Linked DNA regions of Zea mays: regions 1 and 2 are each linked to region 3. Evidence: chromatin contacts called from public Hi-C data. All regions are on one chromosome and are shown on one strand. Each heading gives the region's core, a stretch centred on a gene start, on an enhancer-like site or on the middle of the called end of the contact. The rest is flanking DNA. Distances are from core to core; before and after follow the strand shown. Region 1 holds the start of LOC100216632. Region 2 holds the start of LOC100383597. Region 3 holds the start of LOC100273644.

The links. Hi-C and Micro-C count contacts between places; a contact is called where the count stands out from the background.
Region 1: a Hi-C map of tassel shows a contact between it and region 3, with 3 times the contacts expected there. The contact joins the promoter of LOC100216632 here to the promoter of LOC100273644 in region 3. A contact is called at or near these places in 2 of 25 Hi-C or Micro-C datasets (ear and tassel).
Region 2: a contact with region 3 is called in a Hi-C map of tassel, with 3 times the contacts expected there. The contact joins the promoter of LOC100383597 here to the promoter of LOC100273644 in region 3. A contact is called at or near these places in 3 of 25 Hi-C or Micro-C datasets (ear, endosperm and tassel).

The regions. Positions count from the first base shown.
Region 1 is chr1:84,349,066-84,351,765 of Zm-B73-REFERENCE-NAM-5.0, reverse strand. LOC100216632 reads right to left here and starts at 1,312. Exons shown (of 3, transcript NM_001310532.1): 1 at 1,060-1,312; 2 at 772-960; 3 at 1-500. The coding sequence starts at 1,266.
Region 2 is chr1:84,951,633-84,954,332 of Zm-B73-REFERENCE-NAM-5.0, reverse strand. It overlaps LOC100383597, which reads right to left and starts at 1,303. Exons shown (of 7, transcript NM_001363842.1): 1 at 989-1,303; 2 at 637-699.
Region 3 is chr1:84,648,642-84,651,341 of Zm-B73-REFERENCE-NAM-5.0, reverse strand. It overlaps LOC100273644, which reads left to right and starts at 1,262. Exons shown (of 5, transcript NM_001348665.1): 1 at 1,262-1,802. The coding sequence starts at 1,364.

The sequences.
Region 1 (2,700 bases), core at 63-2,562, 300 kb after region 3:
ATCTTGACCATGGCGGCGGCGAAGTCGGCCTGGAAGGTGGCCGGGTCGTTGGCGTAGGTGACGACCTGCACGGCGGTGTTCTTGTCGCTGAGCAGCGCCTGGTCCGAGGACAGCAGGCCCCGGTTGGCCATGACGCCCTTGTAGAAGCCCTCGTCGAAGGCGTTGGGGGAGACGTAGTCCATGGGCACGAGCGGGTCGCCGCCCTGCGGGCACTGCCGCGCCAGCTGCGCCACGTACGCGGGGTCCATGGTCGGGTCCTGCCCGCCCGCCGTCGTGGCCGACCCCGACAGCCGGCCGCTGAAGGAGCTGCAGTGCGAGGAGCCGATGGTGTGCGCGCCCGACAGGATGACCATCTCCTTCTGCGTCAGGCCCTTGGTGCCGAAGATCTGCGTGAGCTGCGCGACGTTGGCCGTCGGCGGCGGCAGGTTGCTGGTGTCCGACGCGCGCGACACGGACCCGTCCCGCCGCCCCGCCGGCACCTGGTACGCGTTCCCGCCGGCCTATACGTACGGATGGATGGATGGATGGATTGGAGAGTAAGCAAATACTGTAAATAAAGTTGGGAGTTGGACCCATGCCCGGGCCCGGCAATGCATCGAGTTCTTTCAGGCAGCTGCACGCGGCATCATGTGCGTCAAAAAAGGTCGAACAGACACATATGCTTTTCAGTCTAGTCCAGTCCAGCATTGGATTCCAAATCCATGTAAACTAATCATGTCGGGTTAAAATCAAAAGGCAGGCGTCCACTGACACTAAAGCAGTGTGACTTACGAGTGCGACGCTGTCCCTGGCCGCGAACGCGAGTATGTCCGCGCAGGAGACGACGCCGAAGCAGGCCTGCTCGACGCGCGCCTTGATGCGATCGACGACCTCGAAGCCCCGCAGGCTGAGGTTGGGCCCGGCGTCCTTCTCCGCTGTGTTGCCCTTGGTGGAGTCGATGAGCACGGACGCGTCGCAGCCCTGCAGGTAGTGCAGAAACAAGCGGTCAGTCGTTCTTGGTTTGCGACCAGCCCTTTGAAGTGTGAGCAGCAGCTGCGAGCTTGCGACCGAGGGACTGACCCCAACGAAGCAGTCGTGGAAGTGGAGGCGGAGCAGGCCGGCGGCGAGGCCCGGGTTGGCCGCCACCGCCCTGCTCACCTCCTGCTGCACGATGATCTCCGCCGCTGGGCACGAGCTGTCGTAGAAGCCCACACGCAGCTGCGCGCGCAGCCCCGTCGCCATCAGCAGCACCGCCACCGCCGCCGCCTGCAAGTGCAGTACTGCCATCGCCACTCGTTCTCGCTCTCTCTTTCTTTACGGCACTAGCTAGCTTTTATACGCGCACCCAGGCAGACATCAATCAGTAGCTATATGCTTCTTGGTTAAGGAAGGCAAAGGCACTCGGGAGTCTAATCCCTATCTCTATATAACAAATGTGGGTTTAGGGCCAGACCAGCAGTGAGTGTGCCATATGCCAGGCATGTGCACAGGGGACACATAGGTTGGTAGAGTGCCTGCCAATTGGGGGCGGGCTAGCTTTCCAGCCATGATTGGGGCCTTGGGGGCGATGGAATGCGGAGAGATCCGCAGGGGGAAGGCTCAAGCAGGCTCCACTCGTATGGATACGCTATTTGCCATATTTTAATTCGAATACTAATATGAATATTATCAATACAAACCAAATAGTTTGAATTTGGATTCACATTTGGATACTTACATAATTTAGAACACAGCGTCATAACAAATACTGATTTATTTTATCTATGAAATATTTGATAAAAACATGCTACAAGTAAAATATGAGCCTAATACATTGATACTCATGAGCATATTCGTTACCCTAGGTAAAGCTTCACTAACCGGTAATTAGATTTTTAATAATGATCGAATACCGCTCAGTCATTGCCCAGTAATTACTGAATTACTGGTTGGATGAAGCTTGGAACAACATGTGTGTGTATACATGTTCTTTAGCAATATAAATGTATGTCATGATAATAAATATATGTCATACTTTGACAGAAAAAATGGTAAAATCTTCTAAAATTTTTATGTCATGCTTCTGTCAAGATATGTGTCCATGTCAAAATTTGATTTTTTTTTTGACAAAAATTACATATCCTTTTACAATTTCTATAAATAGATAAGTAGTAATTCATTTAATTGATATAAAATCGTAAATGTGTCAAGAAAATTAAATTTGTCATTCCAAAATGAATGGATACACTATATAAATGTGTGCACCAAAATTTAAATTTAAATAATGAATAAATTAATCTATATATTTTAAAGTGGAGAGTTGTAGTTAGATGTTTATGAAACTTAGTTTAGATGTGTTTCATTTGTCAATATATTGACACAAAAAAGTTGCAAAAAACTTATAATACTTTTATGTCATGCTTTTATCATCAAGATATGCCTCTATGTCAAATTTTATGGAATTTTTTTTACTACATTTACATATTCTTTTACAATTTATATAAATAGGTATCTAGTAAACCATTTAGTTGATATAAAATAGTGAATGTGCCAAAAAAAATTGAATTTGTCATTCCAAAATGCATGAATACCCGATATGAACGTGTGTGCAAAAATTTAAATAAAAATAATAAAGAAATTAATCTATATAGTGTAGATTTGTAGTTCAACATTTATAAAATTTAGTTAAAGATTATTGTTCAACATGAATACCTGTGGTAGTGGTACATGGTGGAGCGGCGG
Region 2 (2,700 bases), core at 54-2,553, 300 kb before region 3:
GTATAATAAGTATATATGTACATGTTTAGCTTGTTCGGCTGCCCATGCGGGAGCACTGTTGCAGCTGCAAAATACTATTGCAGCTGCAATTCCTAGAGACAAAATACTGTAGAAGCCGCAGTCGCAGTCGGATTAAAGCCGCAGCGAACAAGCCAGTTAATAGGCCAGGCACTAGGCACACGGCCCAACAAATTCAAAGACATTTAGTTTTTTAATCAGCCATTGACTGCTGACACTTTTCCCTTCCTAACTAACAATTGGTACTTATTTGCATCGGCTTTACCAACAGAACTGCTCTTGTTAAGTTGAACTGTAATGGACTGCTTGTATTTTTTTTGGCAGTTCAGCCAAGCTGATTGTGAGCTACAGCCAATGGCTTGTTGAGTTAAACTGTAGTGTTACATTCACCGCTTGTTATGTCAAACTGTAAGTTACGTTCAATGCTAAAAAAAATCAACTGAGACACAACAAGAAGGCAATATCTGGAATTGATCTCCACAGCCTGCCTTTGGGTTAAAACACACCTCTATAAAAGATCTCGTACGACAAATGTCTTTACAATGTGTGTTTAGTTTTACTATGAAGGATTGGGAAACATTACTTTTTTAAAGGGAGCCGAACATGATTGATTCTCACCTTTGAATGTAGAAATGAAAGACCTGTAGACTGGTACCAAAAACTAACACTGGCACATAGTCCCTATTCATATATAGAAAAAGAAATGTGAGATTACAGAGAACAATAAACAATCTTATGTTATAACTGAACACGGACGCAATTTTTCTTAACTAAAAGAACCCAAGCCTCTATTGTCTTTCTCCAAACCAATTGGTGAAAGTTGCAGCTCAATAATTAAATTTAATCCACCAGACAGCTAGGGCATCAGAGAAACATACTTGAAACCAAAAGGCAAATCTAAGAAAAAGTAACCTAGGGCGTTCTTGGGGGCAGTACGAGGAGGAAGGCGACGGGGTGGGGAGCGGTCCACCTGCACGCGGCCATGAAGGGGAGCTGGGAGGAGGGCAGCGCTAGCGGCTGCATCTCGAAGAAGAATAGGGCGGCGACGGCACATGGAGGAAGAAGGTGTGGCGGCGCCACCGACTGCAGCGTGGCCCAGCGTGCGACAGTGCCCGTGGGAGACGACGGCGTGCGGTTCTCGTTGGCGAAGGGCGTCGCCGCGGGAGGGAGAGAGCGCGGTGGGTGTCGGCGCGGCGAGGAAGAGGATGAGGTGGCGGTGCAGGTACGAAGAGGATGAGCGGGTGTGCTCGCATCGTCGAAGGGAGGGGATCGGAGGCGAGGAGGAGGACTGCGCAGCCGTGGCGAACGCGTCGACCGAGTTGGGAAAGGAAGACCGGACGCAACGCTGCAATTTGGTTGATTTGATGTATAATTTCGGGTCCGTGGTGTGCGGCCACGCGTTGGCTCGCGTGCGGCCGAGAGCGCGTGAAACGCGGGGAGAGACTGAAATTCGAGCGCCTTTTAACTAAAGGTAATATCTATTTTACAATGAACTGGGGTCCAGCCAGGACACTATGGCACAATTCTTATACTGTTCTTTCTATACAAATTTGGGCAAAGTGGAAACAGTAAGCCTATGAAGGTACCATTTAACTTTTGGAGTATTTTTGATGTTTTCAAGACTCACCAACATGGAATATAGAGTATTGTGTACTTTTATGGCTGCTCCACAATTTCTAGTGTTTGATCTCTAGGTAGGGGTGGTAATTGATCATTCAAATGTTTCTTCACAATTCGTTTGAGCCCTTAATTAATTTTAGTTAAAAAATGAATAGAAATAGAGCTCAATCCTAATATAATTTGATCCTTAAATTTTGTAGTGTAAAATTTAGAGTCCATTACCACCCCTATCTCTAGGTGAGAAGGACAGGTTTGACGTAGCGACGAGAAGACTTTCTACTGATCCAAAAGGTCCTAGAATCGACGCAGCCTCTATTTCTTGGGTAAGACTTGCCTCGATTATTTTTGGGGTGTTTGGTTCCACCTAACTAAACTTTAGTCCCTGTCATATTGAATGTTTGTATGATGATTACGAGTATTAAATATAGTCTAATCATAAAACTAATTACATAGATAAAGACTAAAAGATAGACAAATTTATTAAACCTAATCAAACTTATATACAATACTCGTAGTTGATATTCAAACATTTGATGTGACACGAACTAAACTTAAGTCAGAGGAACCATGGGAGCCATTAATACTGGGTTTAACTTTTTTTTTATCTCCAGATCAGGTTTACTCTCCTTGGCCTAATCCATTTTTCAGGATTTTGATGGAAGAAATTCATGTGAGCATATGCATGCACACATAAACCTGTGTTGTTTCGGCCTTTCAGGATACAGCATGGTGAGCAGGACCAGTTGGGCACATGCCCCATCGACTGCGGGTGCATCAGAGGAGGCGCCGCAGTTTTTACTCACTAAACTTCCCAGGCTTGCTCTCCTCAGTCCTCACTCCTCTCCTACAACTCCACTGTATCTGATACGTGGCAAGCAAGGATCGGGTTCGCTGGAGTCAGGACAAGCCGTCAGGATGGCGAGCCTGACAGAGCAGGTCAAGAAGGACGAGCTGCTGCGGACTGCAGTTGGATTTGGACTGCAGCTGTGCCAGCAAATATGCGGCGCTTCCATTTGCTTCAACGAACTCCAACCTGTAACAAAGAAGGCGCTGGCATATCTT
Region 3 (2,700 bases), core at 13-2,512:
GTGTACAGCGACGGCATTGCCTCCACGAGGGGCCCTGAGGGCAGCCAGCAGTCATACCAGAAAGCCGTAGTACGCCCATCACCAACCTCCACCGTGGTCAGCAACCGATAGTCTGGGAGGAGCCGACGAAGGGCCGCCCAATGCGAACCCGCTGTGGCATTGTCTGGTGCAGATAAAGGCCCACCAAACTCCACTTGTAGCCAACAGGACCATGCTGAATCTGGAGAGTTAGCATTCATAGTTAAAGCGATAAGGACATACCACACTCCATTTCAAAGAGCCATGGGAGTGTGGTTCTTCACCTCAGGAATTAGCAATTTGGCATGGCGCTCGATCTACCTTAAAATTTGAACTGTACTATGTACATCCGAAGGACTGATTGTATAATAGCACAGTAACCGAAAAGCTAGAGAAGACAGCATAAAAGGAAGCGATGAATTCAGAGACTTACCGACGAAGCAATTCGTCCATGCATCATGCATCCCATGTACCCTTGTCTTTCTGAACTTCTCTCTCTTTTATTTTTCTGACGCAGCCTATTTCTTTGCTATCACCACGAGATATCTTAATTTACATCATGAGATATCGTCAGATCACATAAGAAATAGTTCCATTCTTTCCTGTACACTCGCATATGCTTGCCACCTTCAGATCTAAGCTCCAGTTCGTCATTGTTAGGAACCAGACATTCATTCAGGTCTATCAAGTGCAAGTTGCAGATGATTTTATCAAATGAGTGGTGCTTAGGGGCCGTTTGGAAGAGCTCCAACAGCTTCTTTGAAGTGAATCACTCTCAACCAGTTAAAACATTTACAATACCAACTAATTTCGTGTGGAGATCAGAAAAGAATCTCTTCTTTATTTATATTAGGAACTAGAAGCTAAAAACATGCTTTACCGGTTTACCCTGCCTGTTATGTTCTGATAGGGATCAGTAAAAAGGAATCTCTTCGACCTGCTCTTTCCTAAAAATCCAATAGAATCACTCAACTGGAGAATCATTTCTTTATTTACACTGACAGCTGGGAGCTAAAAACATGCTTCACACTGCTTTTTATTATATTCTACTAAACTCGTTCTCGAATATTTGTTGTAGGCTAATTTATTTTTGAATTAAAACACGTCAAATAAAAAAGAACGGAGGACTAATTTATATTCTGACAGAGATTAGTACAGAACCAATTATCTCTCTAATAGAAACCCAGTAGAATCACTCAATCAGAGAATCAAATATCATCAATAATCACAGAGGAACGAAGCTCTTCGAAACGGGACTTTGCCCTCTTTCTTTGTGCTTCACATCGCACTCTGATCAAAGATACGGCCTGGTCCAAAAGAGTACACACTTCCTGCTGGCGCACCCATGATGAGGGCTGAGCTGAGGCCGGAGAGGCGGAGACCCATACTGTTCCGTGCTCAACCGATTACGGCCCATCAAACTACTTCCTTCCTCTGGTCCACCAGAAACGCACACGTCGCATACCAGACCAGACCTCACCTTCCCCACCCGGACGCCACCACCGCCTGCGCCCTGCTGGCTGCCGCGATGCTGCCGTACTCCGGTGACCACCAGCGCTCTCCGCCGCCGCAGCCACCGCCACGAGCGGCGTTCTCCTCCTCCCTCTCCCCATCCGCCGCGCCCTTCCCCGCCGCTGATCCGGTGGGCCCGGGCCCAGGCCCCGGCCGTGATCTGCCCACCGCCCCGTCCGTCTACACGGCGGGCGGGGACTGGGGCGCCCTGTCGTGGATGGAGCCTCCCGCGAGCTACATGGCCCCCGCCGCCACGCCGCCGGGTTATAAAGGTAACAACAACTAACAAAGCAACTCCTGTCTCGTGTCGGTATCTCAATCACCGACACTACTCACTAGTTCACGTGTGATCGGCCGGGGGGGGGGGGGGGGGGGGGGTTAGATGCGATGCCTTGGGACTTGGGAGCTGCATCTGCTGTTGCCTTTTGTTTCATGTGTTGTGTGCAATTCATGTGATCGTTAGGTGAGACGGACCAGGCACCAGCGTATACATCTGTATCAGAGTGGTTATGCTTTTCAAACTAGTTTGGGGTGGATAACTGAAACTTCACAGCTAGATCGATGGATTTTCACGGTTTCACCTTTACACACGTTGATGGATAACTGAAACTTGCCAGCTAGATTAATGGATTTTCATCTTTACACTGTTGGGATATATACTTCAGGGCGAGTCGAAGGCTGAAAACAATTTTAAATAAAGTGGAGAGCGGAGGTAAACAGAAGAAACAGATTTTCGCTGAGGGAGGGAACTTCTTTGGATTAAATGTGAGACTAGCAGACTGTGGCAGCGCTAGCTCATTGCTCCCTCTCTGCGCCGAATAAAATTTCACCAGAGCTGGCGATTTGAGAACTGTAGGGGACACCCTTATAAGCTTGCGGCTAGATTGGCCATTTCATTTATACTCCGTTTGGATGTAGGTATTGTAGCACAAAATTAGGAATTGGTATTAGCTTTCCAGAATTCTATTGTTTGGTTGCACATGGAATTGAGATTTAGAACCAGAGACTCAATTTCTTAGAATTGGACTATAGCTAAAAACTCTCTCCCAATACAGAGCATCACCCCTTCTGTATTGCATGGAATCGGACCACACAATTTCAAACTACAATTCAGTGACATCCAAACAATAAAATTGGAATTACATCTCATTTCAATACATGACTAATTTG